Regions from separate parts of the Gossypium hirsutum genome. Here all the other regions are linked to region 1. Evidence: chromatin contacts called from public Hi-C data. All regions are on one chromosome and are shown on one strand. The core of a region is the stretch at or near the end of the contact, and the rest is flanking DNA. Distances in the headings are between cores, read along the strand shown. Region 1 holds the start of LOC107961748. Region 2 holds the start of LOC107945928 (external alternative NAD(P)H-ubiquinone oxidoreductase B2, mitochondrial). Region 3 holds the start of LOC107948137 (vacuolar protein 8). Region 4 holds the start of LOC107947743.

The links. A called contact is a pair of places that touch in the nucleus more often than the background predicts.
Region 2: a Hi-C map of leaf shows a contact between it and region 1, with 3 times the contacts expected there. The contact joins the promoter of LOC107945928 here to the promoter of LOC107961748 in region 1. A contact is called at or near these places in 9 of 34 Hi-C or Micro-C datasets (callus, hypocotyl, leaf and 2 more).
Region 3: a Hi-C map of leaf shows a contact between it and region 1, with 3 times the contacts expected there. The contact joins the promoter of LOC107948137 here to the promoter of LOC107961748 in region 1. A contact is called at or near these places in 4 of 34 Hi-C or Micro-C datasets (all in leaf).
Region 4: a contact with region 1 is called in a Hi-C map of leaf, with 3 times the contacts expected there. The contact joins the promoter of LOC107947743 here to the promoter of LOC107961748 in region 1. A contact is called at or near these places in 7 of 34 Hi-C or Micro-C datasets (callus, hypocotyl, leaf and 1 more).

The regions. Positions count from the first base shown.
Region 1 is chrA06:92,506,466-92,509,264 of Gossypium_hirsutum_v2.1, forward strand. LOC107961748 reads right to left here and starts at 1,332. Exons shown (of 2, transcript XM_016897849.2): 1 at 669-1,332; 2 at 261-574. The coding sequence starts at 941. The coding sequence ends at 407.
Region 2 is chrA06:91,850,184-91,852,982 of Gossypium_hirsutum_v2.1, forward strand. It overlaps LOC107945928 (external alternative NAD(P)H-ubiquinone oxidoreductase B2, mitochondrial), which reads left to right and starts at 1,373. Exons shown (of 11, transcript XM_041115686.1): 1 at 1,373-1,678; 2 at 1,814-1,958; 3 at 2,592-2,799. The coding sequence starts at 1,870.
Region 3 is chrA06:91,951,014-91,953,812 of Gossypium_hirsutum_v2.1, forward strand. It overlaps LOC107948137 (vacuolar protein 8), which reads left to right and starts at 1,431. Exons shown (of 1, transcript XM_016882604.2): 1 at 1,431-2,799. The coding sequence starts at 1,873.
Region 4 is chrA06:91,970,422-91,973,220 of Gossypium_hirsutum_v2.1, forward strand. LOC107947743 reads left to right here and starts at 1,352. Exons shown (of 2, transcript XM_016882274.1): 1 at 1,352-1,405; 2 at 1,450-2,616. The coding sequence starts at 1,352. The coding sequence ends at 2,616.

The DNA.
Region 1 (2,799 bases), core at 82-2,581:
TTTCAAAATCGACTTATACATCTTATTTAACCCATATATAATATTATAATTTAGACATTAAAAACATGTGAATTTCTTATGTTTAAAATTTTAATAAAAAAATTATATAAAATTAAAAATAAAATAATATATAACAATCAGGTTAATTATTTATAAATATGAATAAATTTAAATAAAATTTAATTAAATTAATATCATAGAACTTGTTTTACACACAAAATCTCTATTAATATATATTTGATGAGCAAAGTTAATTTAATTCAACAATACCAGTTCAAATTCAAATGGTACTAAAAGAACATACAATAATTTGATCCACTATGATATGACCCAAAAACTTTAATTTGAATGAAAATTCACAGTTAAGCTAAAAAAGTTATATAAGAATTATATAATCTAAATCCATCTAAAAAGGAAATTCAGATTCATCCCATTGAAGAACTGCAGAATCTATGTTTTGTTCTCTTTTCAGTTTATCTTTCACAAACCAATCACATACTCTTCCAGCATTCATCTCTTCAATTGAACATCCTTCCTGTTCTGATATCACTCTAAGTAGATTCAATGATGATATCTGCAACCATACCCCCAATTTTCTTAATTTTAGTCTTAAATAGCATTCAGATATTAGATTTCACATTTCCATGGAATATTAAGGAGAGGTTTACCGTTAATCGACATAGGAACTTTTCATGAGAGCTTAAACCAGATATTTCAACCAAACCAGCCTCTTCTAGAGATAGGAAACTTCTTCTTTCTGTCTTCTTTTCTCCTTCACCACCTTGGCTATTGCTGCATCCTCTTATTACAAGCTTTCTTGCAATGGACAATTTGTTTGCTGGTGAAAAACTGGTTTGGGTTTTAGCTAGTTTTTGAGGATATCTAGGATTGGATAGTAATGGTGTTTGATAAAGAGTTGTACAAGGTAAGTGTAAAATCATACTTTCTGTTTCGATCAAAAGAAGATCACTAGAAGAGAATTAGGTTGAATTTGGATCGTTATGGAGTTTATGTGGTGGAGATGGAGATGAGGAGAATACAGGCAAATTAAATCGGCTTGTTGGTGTAGTCTTTACAAACATGGGTTATGGGATATTAAAAACGGGCCAAAAGTGAGTTGGGCTTCAACTTGTCAAATGACCACAGTTCATTAGCTTTTTGTAAGATAATGGATAAGCATGCCATGTACATGTTGTGTAAGATAAAGGAGGACCTTTAAGGATTTTCATTTCCTGCAACTCAAAAGATCATTAAAAAAAAAAGGTTCAAAATTTAATGGATAATTAAGCTTTTTTCAATGGTTGTTTAATATATTTTTTAGTGATTAAAAAATCCAAGTAATTTTGGTGTACTTACAATTAATTAATTAAAAGATTGACGCCCTTTTTTGTGTTCTATTTATTCAACAGGAAAGAGAAATGTCAACAATACCATTTCTAGTTTTTTTTTTTAATTACGGAAGAAAATTCATTATAACTTTGATTTTAAAATAGCAATTTTGGCTCTACTTATAAACGGTTTTGTTTAAATTAGAAGGATTGATTAAAATAATTATATTTGTGGTTGAAAGTTAATTAAGAATGTAATAACAGAAATAATTAGTGAGAATAGCGCGGAAATTGAATTATTGGCTTCGTCTGGTCCTCTTAAATCTTAAGCAATTAGGCCAGAGAGGAAAAGAGAGAGTAAGTTACCATTGACCAAGTTAAAATTAGGCTTGAATGAGACTTTGTTTAAAATGAAGTCTTATTTTTTCTTTATTTAAAAAATTCAGTAACTCAAAATTTCAAATAGTCTCTGATATGATGGACAAAAATTAAATATGATAAATTAACAAATATTTACAAAAATTATTAATAACAATAATGATTAGAGTAAAAATTTTAAATTGAAAAAAAATAAAAAGATAAAATTTTTAACTTTTAAAATATAGAAATTAAATTTCAAATTATACAAAATAAAAAATTTCATTCAAACGGAGACAAATAAGAAAGAAATTTCTTATCTAAAATTGGATACAAAACAAACAATCAAACCTTGAGCAAATTAAATTGAGTTGTTAGTGTAAAACTAAGGATTTGTTTAACATTACTTTTTAAAAGTGTTTTTGGGGACAAAAGCACTTTTCAAACAAGAAGCAATGCTAAACAAATAATTTGTAGAGTCAAAAGTGTTTTTAAAAGTATTTTTGAATTTAAAAGCAAAAGCAATTTTCTTTTAAACTTTTGCTATTGACAAAAGTGCTTTTAGATCAAATGACAGTTTTAACCTTTATAATATATTTTATATAATGTTTGTATTTTGTATATAATTATTTTCCTATTAAAATTTATTATATATATAATATTATATTTTAATTTTTTATTGGTTATATTTTATTATTTAAAATATAGTTTATATATTCAAATTAAATTTTATGAATAATTAAGATTAAATTTTTTTAAAAATATTTAAAATTTATATTTCATATATTAAAATATTAACAAGTTATAATAAATTATTTTTTATATTCTTACTAAAATATCATAATATTAATTAATTTGAACATTATTTAAATGTAAATTTATTACTTTATAACACCATGTCTAAAATAGATATTTTATTTCTTAAAAATTCTTTTTGACAGTAATACTAAATATTTAAATCTTAAATTAAAATTTTCAAAAATATTTTCCAAATATTTTTTAAAAACTCTTTTAAAAAATATTGCTAAACTAAAATTATATTGAGGTAAAATGAACATAATCCATAAGCTTTTTATAAGAGAATGGATCGCTACATTTCCCACAACAAAATGCA
Region 2 (2,799 bases), core at 123-2,622, 660 kb before region 1:
TGCTTGTTGTAGGCTTGATATTGTGATCTTGTAGTTGAACATTTGATGATAGTTGAGCTCTTTATCGGACTCTAAAGTCCCGTGGTTTTTACCCTTAATTTAGAGGGGTTTTCCACGTAAAAATATCGGTGTCTCTATTTTTTTTGTTGTGGTTGCATTAGTTGATTTGTGGTTGATTAAGGTTGCTAGAGAACATATCTTGTGCTATTGTGCTTGCCATAATTTTTACAGGAGTTATAAGGAGAGAAAGAACACCGGTTGTGCTTTCGCTTTGTTTCGGTTGTTCGGTTTCTTCCCAACATATATAACTAAAATAAGTTGTTTTAATTTTTATAATTTAATTGGCTCACAATATAAAAATGAATTAAAAATAATATAAATTAGAATTTGAACATGAATATGAATCCATTGACAGGTTAAAATCCATATTTAAAACATTTGATACTTATATTGATTTTAGTATGTTAATGTTGATATTTTAAGAGTGGCCACCATACATTATTTATATTATTTACTTTTAAAAAAAATAAATTGGATTCCATAAATTATGGACCGCTTATTGATTACCAAAAGAGAACATGAAAAATATGCTTTGCGGCAAAGGAAAACATGGAGGTTGTCAGCAATGTTTGTGGTGTGTGTACAAAACAATGACGTAAAGCATGCTAATTGCCGACTTTATTACCACCTTCTATTTGACCACCTAACATTCTGCAATTAACAGCCTGTCCTTTATATGCTCATTCTGTATATGTACTTTTCTCTTCCAATATTACGCCTGCCTTTCTTTCTTTCTTTTTTTTTCCCGCCTTTAATTTTAGGAAGGCTTCATGATTTTATTTTATTTTGATTTCAGTGATTATTAAAATATTTTTTATTTCTTGATATTTAACACGTTTTATTTATGGTTCAAAGATTAAATTTTAATTTTTATTAAAAATTTAAAATTCTAATTAATTTGTTTTTTTAGTATATGTCATTATCATGAATTTTTAAAATGTCAATATAAGAGTTTTTTTAGACAGCCAATATAAAAAATTTAATTAATTAGAATTTTAAATTTTAAATTTTAAATTTTAAATTTTGAATTTTTAATAAAATAAAACTTTTAGAATAACAAGATTATGATTTGAGTGAATAAAATTTTATATATAAATAATTAATTCTAAAATAAAATGAAGCTTTTAATGAAATAATAAAGACAAAGAAAATTACTGTATTTTAAATTCAAATTCATATTTTTTAAAATTTTACATTATTTTAAATGACAAAAATACCCTTTATTGTTTTATAAAAAGAATTGATTGTTAAAAGGAAATCAATATATTACATATGATTTGTAATTTTTTTTTGGGGGGGGGGTGGGGTTCAAAACCCTAATTAGGTTCAACGGTCTATCCAAGAAAAAAACATGAATCATTGAAAAATCTCTTAAATTAAAGAAAGAGAATAAGAAAAAATAAATTCCGAGGATTGATGGATCCAACGGACACAGGTTTTTCACAGAGACGTAGCGGTCATAATGTAGTGACGGCGGCGCAATTAAGGATCCAGATACTATTTAATATTTAATTCATTAAAATATTTTGACCAAAAATTATATAATAATGATTCCATAAATATAGTAGCACATTGCCGCCTCTGCCTTGCTCTCCAAGTCATTGAAAAAGAAAGCGAGGTAGTAAAGACCTGGAACCATCGTGTGACAACGCCACGAACCTCGCGTTTCTCATCTACTCTTTTTCTTTTTTTTTCTTCTTCTGCCTTTTTGTATTTTTAATACGTAACCGCTTTCTCTGTGATTTTCCTCCAGTTTTCTTGGTTCATATAGGCTAAACAAGTAAAAGAACAGATCTACAGAGCACCAAGATGAGGAACTTCAACTTCTTCGGGAGACTATCCAGGGCTTTTAATGATTATCCTTCTCTTTCTAAGGTCATCGTCGTCTCTACTATCAGGTGCTTTTTTCATTCCTTCTTTCTTTCTTTTTTTCCCCCATTTTTTAAGCATTTTTCTTGTGTTTATAACTTTATATACAAATATTTTATTTGCTTTTTGGTTCTATGAAGTTGTTAAGCATGACCTGAGTGCCTCTTTGTGTTTCTATTTTTTTATTATCATAGATTTAGTTTCTTAATATTGATTTGTGGTTCATGCTGTTTTTTGTTTGTAGATTCTCTCTGCATTTAGATAGGCGATTGTTTTTAGGCCCATCTGATGAATGATGTTTTTTTTTTTTGAGATTTTGAGCTGAAATTTGGAATATTGAAATGCTCTGTCAGAAGTCTGAAGAACAGAGCAAATATGTTTTGAATTATAGGGAGGAAGAGAACTGTCATCTCTGCCTAAAGGCCGGTGTCAGTGAATTATGCACGCTAGGAAAATTGAAGCTTTATTTGCTTCTTTAAAATTGTAAAGGAAATGGGAAAAGATCTAAAAATTTGTCCTGTTTGAATGTATCTGCAAAGTTTAGGAGCTTGAGTGCGTAATTTATTAATTTCTCAAGATTAGTTAAAAACGAACTGTATGTTTGAAACTTTCCATTAAGCATTCTCCTTCAGCTCTAAGTCTATTGCATTTTTTTGGTGCAGTGGTGGGAGCCTTATAGCTTATGCTGAAGCAAACGCATTCAATGGCAGTAAGGGCCATATTGCTCATGCTGATGCGGTGGCATCTAATGATGACCGTCGAATTGCTTCATCTGAACAAGTTCCCAAGAAAAAGAAGGTGGTGCTGCTTGGAACTGGTTGGGGAGGAATGAGTTTCCTGAAGAGCCTGAATAACACTAATTTTGAGGTG
Region 3 (2,799 bases), core at 181-2,680, 560 kb before region 1:
CCATTTATCAAATATATTATGGAATTATAAAAAATAAAAAAATCATTAAAACTAAAAAAAATAAATTTTATAAAAATATTATAAATTAATTAAAAATCAGACAATTTTATAAATTTTGTAAAATTTATTTTATTATTTTTATATTTTAAATAAAAAAAGATCAACAACTTATATCATAAAATTAAGATTAACAGTTTTTTGTCATATTTTTGCCTCTCATTTTTCAATTTGCACAAGTTATATTAATCAAATAATTTAATCAAAATGAGGAATATAATTTTTATAAAAATAATTTAAATAATTATAATTTTTTGATTTTTAATTAATTTCTTATAATTTTAAAAAATCTTTTTTTCTAAATTTTTATGGTTTTTAATAATTTTTAATATATTTTATGATTTTTAAATAATTTCTAATAAATTTTATAAATTTTAGTAAACTTTAATGATTTTTTTTATTTTTTTAATAATTACAGAATGAATCTAGATAAATAGGTGTCCACGTTCAAATGAACACAGACAATCACTTGTCGACACCTCTTTATCTAGATTTATTTTGCAATTATTTTAAAAATATAAATTTAGATATTTTCTTATATTTTTTTTATTTTGCTGGCATGACACTACCACGTTAACAATTGGTGTTGATGTAGCACCACCACGTCATCAATCGACGCTGGCATGGTATCTATTAACAGCCATATTAGCGTTGCAGTTAAATATTAACGATAAACGCCAGTTAAAAAGCTTATTTGATCAATTTTATTAGTTTCAGACTCAATTGAATAAAGAAAAATTCAAAACAACTTAATTGAATCTTTTTAAATCTAAAATAAAGTTTTTTTTTATGTAATAGTAGATGCTTTTTTATTTTTTTTCATTCTACCATTTCATCTTTATCTAAGTTGGAGTGATATGTAAAAGATTTAGATTTAAATCACTGCACTTTCTATTTGGCAGATTTTGAAAAGAAAAAAAAAACGTCGTGTTTAAAAATCAATTTATTTCTTTAAATATATTATAAAATAACCTATTTCTTTAATTTTTCTTTTATTTTGACATATTCATCAAATCTAGGGCAGTTATAGAAAAATATGGGCAATTGCTCCAAAAATAATGGAAGAAAGAAACTAACATTTAACGTGGGAAAGATGAGCCAACAAGATTTGTTGATTGATTTGATTATGGACAAACAATGATGACATTTGACTAATTAAGAATTAAGGTTTATTTTCTTACCTCGTACGAATTACAATCCAATTAAGGCTGATTTACGTTATATCAAAATTCAAATTTTTATCATAAATTCATTTTCTTACCTTGTACATATTACAATACAATTAAATTGAAACGGTGGAAAAGTAAATAGAAAGTTCATGAGATCTGATGAGATTTTAAAGAAACCTTATTGTTGATAGGTGCCCCCACAGCAACCCACTGCAAAACCCCATTCATGCATGTACAGTGTTCTACAAATACAATCGTCAATAAAGAGATGAAACCTTTCAAGTCCTTTATCACTGATCAGAATCAGATACACTACTTTTCTTTTTCCTTTTAACCATCTCCCTCCTCAGTTCTTTTCACGCTGTGAGCTTCAGCCACCCTTTTAAGTTTTAACCCTTGTTATTATGGCAGAAATTTATACCCTTATCTTCATCCTATTGACTTGTCACTGTTACACCACCTAAACGGTCAGCCCTCTATTCTAAATATAAAATTAAAGACCCCCATTTCAGTTGCAGCTGCAAAATGAAAAGATAACTTTAGATTAGATATCTGCAGTCAGTGGCCCTCTTTCTCTCTCTTCTTAGACAGTGTTAGATTCCTTCCTTCAAAGCAAGCATTGAATTTGAAGAAAAAGGGGAAAAAAATGGGAGAAGAAGAGAAACCAATGCAAAAGCAGCACCAGAATTCAATAGAATCTTTCAGTGCAATGAAATCTAGTATCAAGCAGGCTGTTCAGGTTATATCTTCTTTGATTTCTCTTTCACATTCTATCAAAGTTTTTAATGTTAAATGGCAACTCATTCGAAAGAAGCTAGAAGAGATGAGTTCTGGGTTGATGGCTGTTGGAAACTGTGATTCAAGTGAAAACGCAGCGGCCTTCTCTGACGTGGTTCCTTCCATTTTGGCAACTGTAAACGAGTGTTATGATCTCGGGAGAAGATGTGTGGATCTTTCTTACAGTGGAAAGCTCCTGATGCAAAATGACCTTGATGTGATGGTTGCAAAATTTGATCTCCATGTAAAGAATCTTTCAGGGATTTACACTGCTGGGGTTCTGAGCCATGGTTTCGCCATCGTTGTTTCCAGGCCTGGTTTTGGTGCTTGTAAAGATGACATGAGGTTCTATGTAAGAGATTTGTTGACAAGGATGAAGATTGGTGATATAGAAATGAAAAGGCAGTCCTTGGTGAATTTATATCAACTTATGGCTGAAGATGAAAGGTACATGAAACTTGTAGCACTTGAAGTTAGTGACATTGTGAAATTGTTGGTCGATTTTCTTGATTCACCAGAGATGGAAATTCAAGAAGAAGCTTCAAAGATTGTATCTTTAATCTCTGGGTTTGATTTGTATAAAGGGGTTTTAGTTGAAGCTGGGATTATTGGCCCTTTAAATCGGATTTTGGAAACCGGCAGTAATTTGGGCAAAGAAGGAGCTGTTAGGTGTCTTCAGACATTGACTGTAAATTCAGACAATGCATGGTCTGTTTCAGCTCATGGTGGGGTGACGGCACTCTTGAAAATATGTTCAAGCGGTGATTTTGGAGGGGAACTAATTGGTCTTGCTTGT
Region 4 (2,799 bases), core at 102-2,601, 540 kb before region 1:
CCTTTTGAACTAGTAACAACTGATGTTTGGGGTCCTTCACATGTCAAGTCCAATGGATTTCTTTACTATGTCTTCTTTGTGGATGTGTATAGTAGATACATTTGGGTTTATTTTCTCAAGTCCAAAGCTGAAGTTTTTCAATGTTTTCTTCAGTTTAATCAAATGGGTCGTGTTCAATTTGGTTACTCCATCAAAGCTCTTCAATCTGATGGCGGTGGGGAGTATTGATCGCTCTCAAAGGAGCTTGCTCGCCTTGGTATTCAACACCGGGTAACTTTCCCTCACACCTCGAAGTAGAATGGGGTGGCTGAAAGGAAGCATCGGCAAATTGTAGATGTGGGGTTAACTCTCTTAGCTCAGGCAGGCTTACCTCTAGAGTTCTGGTATTATGTTTTTTCTTATGATGTGCACTTGATTAACAGGCTACCAACACCTGTTTTACACAACCAAAGTCCTTATGATATGTTGTATCAAGTTAGGCCATCCTATTCGTACCTCAGGGTTTTTGGATGTGCTTGTTATCCCTATTTGAGGCCCTATCATCGACATAAGCTGGAGTTCAGTCCAGTCAATGTGTGTTTCTTGGAGTGGTGTCAAATCAAAAAGGGTATAGATGCATTGCCAGTTGTGGTAGGGTGTTTGTCTCCAGACATGTCACATTTGACGAGGCGTGTTTTCCTTTCAAACAGGATAGTTCATTTGGTTCTCTTTTCAGTCAGTTCAAAGTTTTCAGCATCAATCTCGCCTTCCAGTGGTGTTGGGTAATACATCTCCTCCTACTGTTTCTCCTCATGAGGAAGGGATTACTCCGGTGTCATACGATAGCATAAGCCAAACTGATAACTCGTCTGGGTCTTGACGTTCTCTCACACCACCAGAGTCAAGACACTCACCACCAGATTCAGGACACTCATCACACTCATCTGCATCTTTTGAACAGCATCTACTCCTGGGAAATACTCACCCGATGCAAACGAGATCTAAAAGTGGAATTTACAAGCCTAAAGTGTTCACGTCTGTTCTAGAAGATGAGGAACCTACCTCCATTACAGCAGCTCTCCTACATCCTGCATGGTCAGCAGCAGCGCATGCTGAATACAAAGCCTTACTTGCAAATCATACTTGGGACGTTGTGCCTTTACCTCTAGGTCGTAGATTTTCAAAATCAAACGTAATGCCGATGGTTCAGTGGCTCGGTACAAAGGACGGTTGGTAGTAAAAGGGTATCTCCAAGAAGCTAGGGTGGACTTCCAAGAAACCTTCAGTCCAGTGGTGAAACCAACAAACATTCGTGTGGTTCTAGCTCTTGCTGTCTCGATGGGCTGGTCTCTCAGACAGGTCGACATAAATAATGCCTTCCTCAGTGGCGATCTCCAAGAGGAGATTTATATGGAACAGCCAGCGGGTTTTGAAAAATAAAGAGATAACAATCAACCATTGGTGTGCCAGTTGCGCAAAGCTCTTTATGAACTCAAACAGGCACCTAGGGCCTGGTTTCACAAGTTAAAAGAATTCCTGTTGGTCACTGGTTTTGTTGCTTCTAAAGCCGAAAGTTCACTCTTTATTCAACACTCTGAATCACAGCTACTGTATGTGCTAATATATGTCGATGACATAATCGTTACTGGGACCAACTCTCAAACCATAGATGGCTTTGTTCGAAGACTTGATGCTCAGTTCTCTTTGAAAGACCTTGGCCAACTAAATTATTTTCTAGGTATAGAAGTCCAATATACCTCTACTGGAGTGTTTCTTAACCAAAGGAAATATGTTCTCGACCTCCTACAACAAGCAGGTATGGATAAGTCAAATAGTTTACCAACGCCCATAGTACCAACGTGTCAGCTGTCTGCTCATGAAGGGAATCCTGTTGATGATGCTCATCTCTATCGGAGTATCGTTGGGGCATTGCAGTATGTAGTGATAACTAGGCCCGATGTAGCCTTTGCTGTCAACAAGGTGTGTCAATTCATGCACCGACCTCTTGATGTGCATTTTAAAGCTGTTAAGAGGATCCTCCGTTATTTGCATGGAACACTGGATCATGGCCTGAGGTTCACAAAGTGCTCCAAGCTGTTACTCGAGGGATTTTCTGATGCTAGTTGGGGAGCTGACGTAGATGATCGCCGGTCCACGTCTGGTTATTGTGTGTTTCTTGGTAGAAATCTGGTCTTTTGGAGCTCGAGGAAGCAGCAGGTTGTATCACGTTCGACTGCAGAGGTTGAATACAGAAGTCTCGCCCATGTTATTGTAGAAATGGTGTGGATACAGTCGCTGTTAACCGAACTTTGTGTTTCTCACTACGGCAAAGCACTTGTATGGTGTGACAGCTTCGCAACCGTGGCCGTAGCAGGAAACCCAGTTCAACATTCTAAATTCAAACACGTCGAATTGGATCTCTTCTTTGTACGGGAAAAAGTTGCACAAGGCCTGTTCCAAGTTGGACACATTCCAAGTCAAGAACAGGTGGCTGACATTTTAACCAAGCCCTTGTCAGCAGTCCTGTTCAAAAAATTTAAAAGTCAACTTCGGGTTTCAGTCAATGAAGCTAATGCCGGGGAAAGGAAGCAAACAAGCTCGGGGCATGATAAGAGAAAAGGGTTAACAGTCAGTTAGTTAACTAGTTAACTAATAGTTTGTTAGTACGTCCTTCCACCTTGTATTAAATACTTGGATGATTCACTAATGAAAGTAAGTCAGTTTATTGAGGTTTTCACTCCCATGTGTTAGTATCTTGACATTTAGTGTCCAAAACCCCAAAAATTATTTTTTAATAGAAAAAAAAAGGTGGTGCCTGCT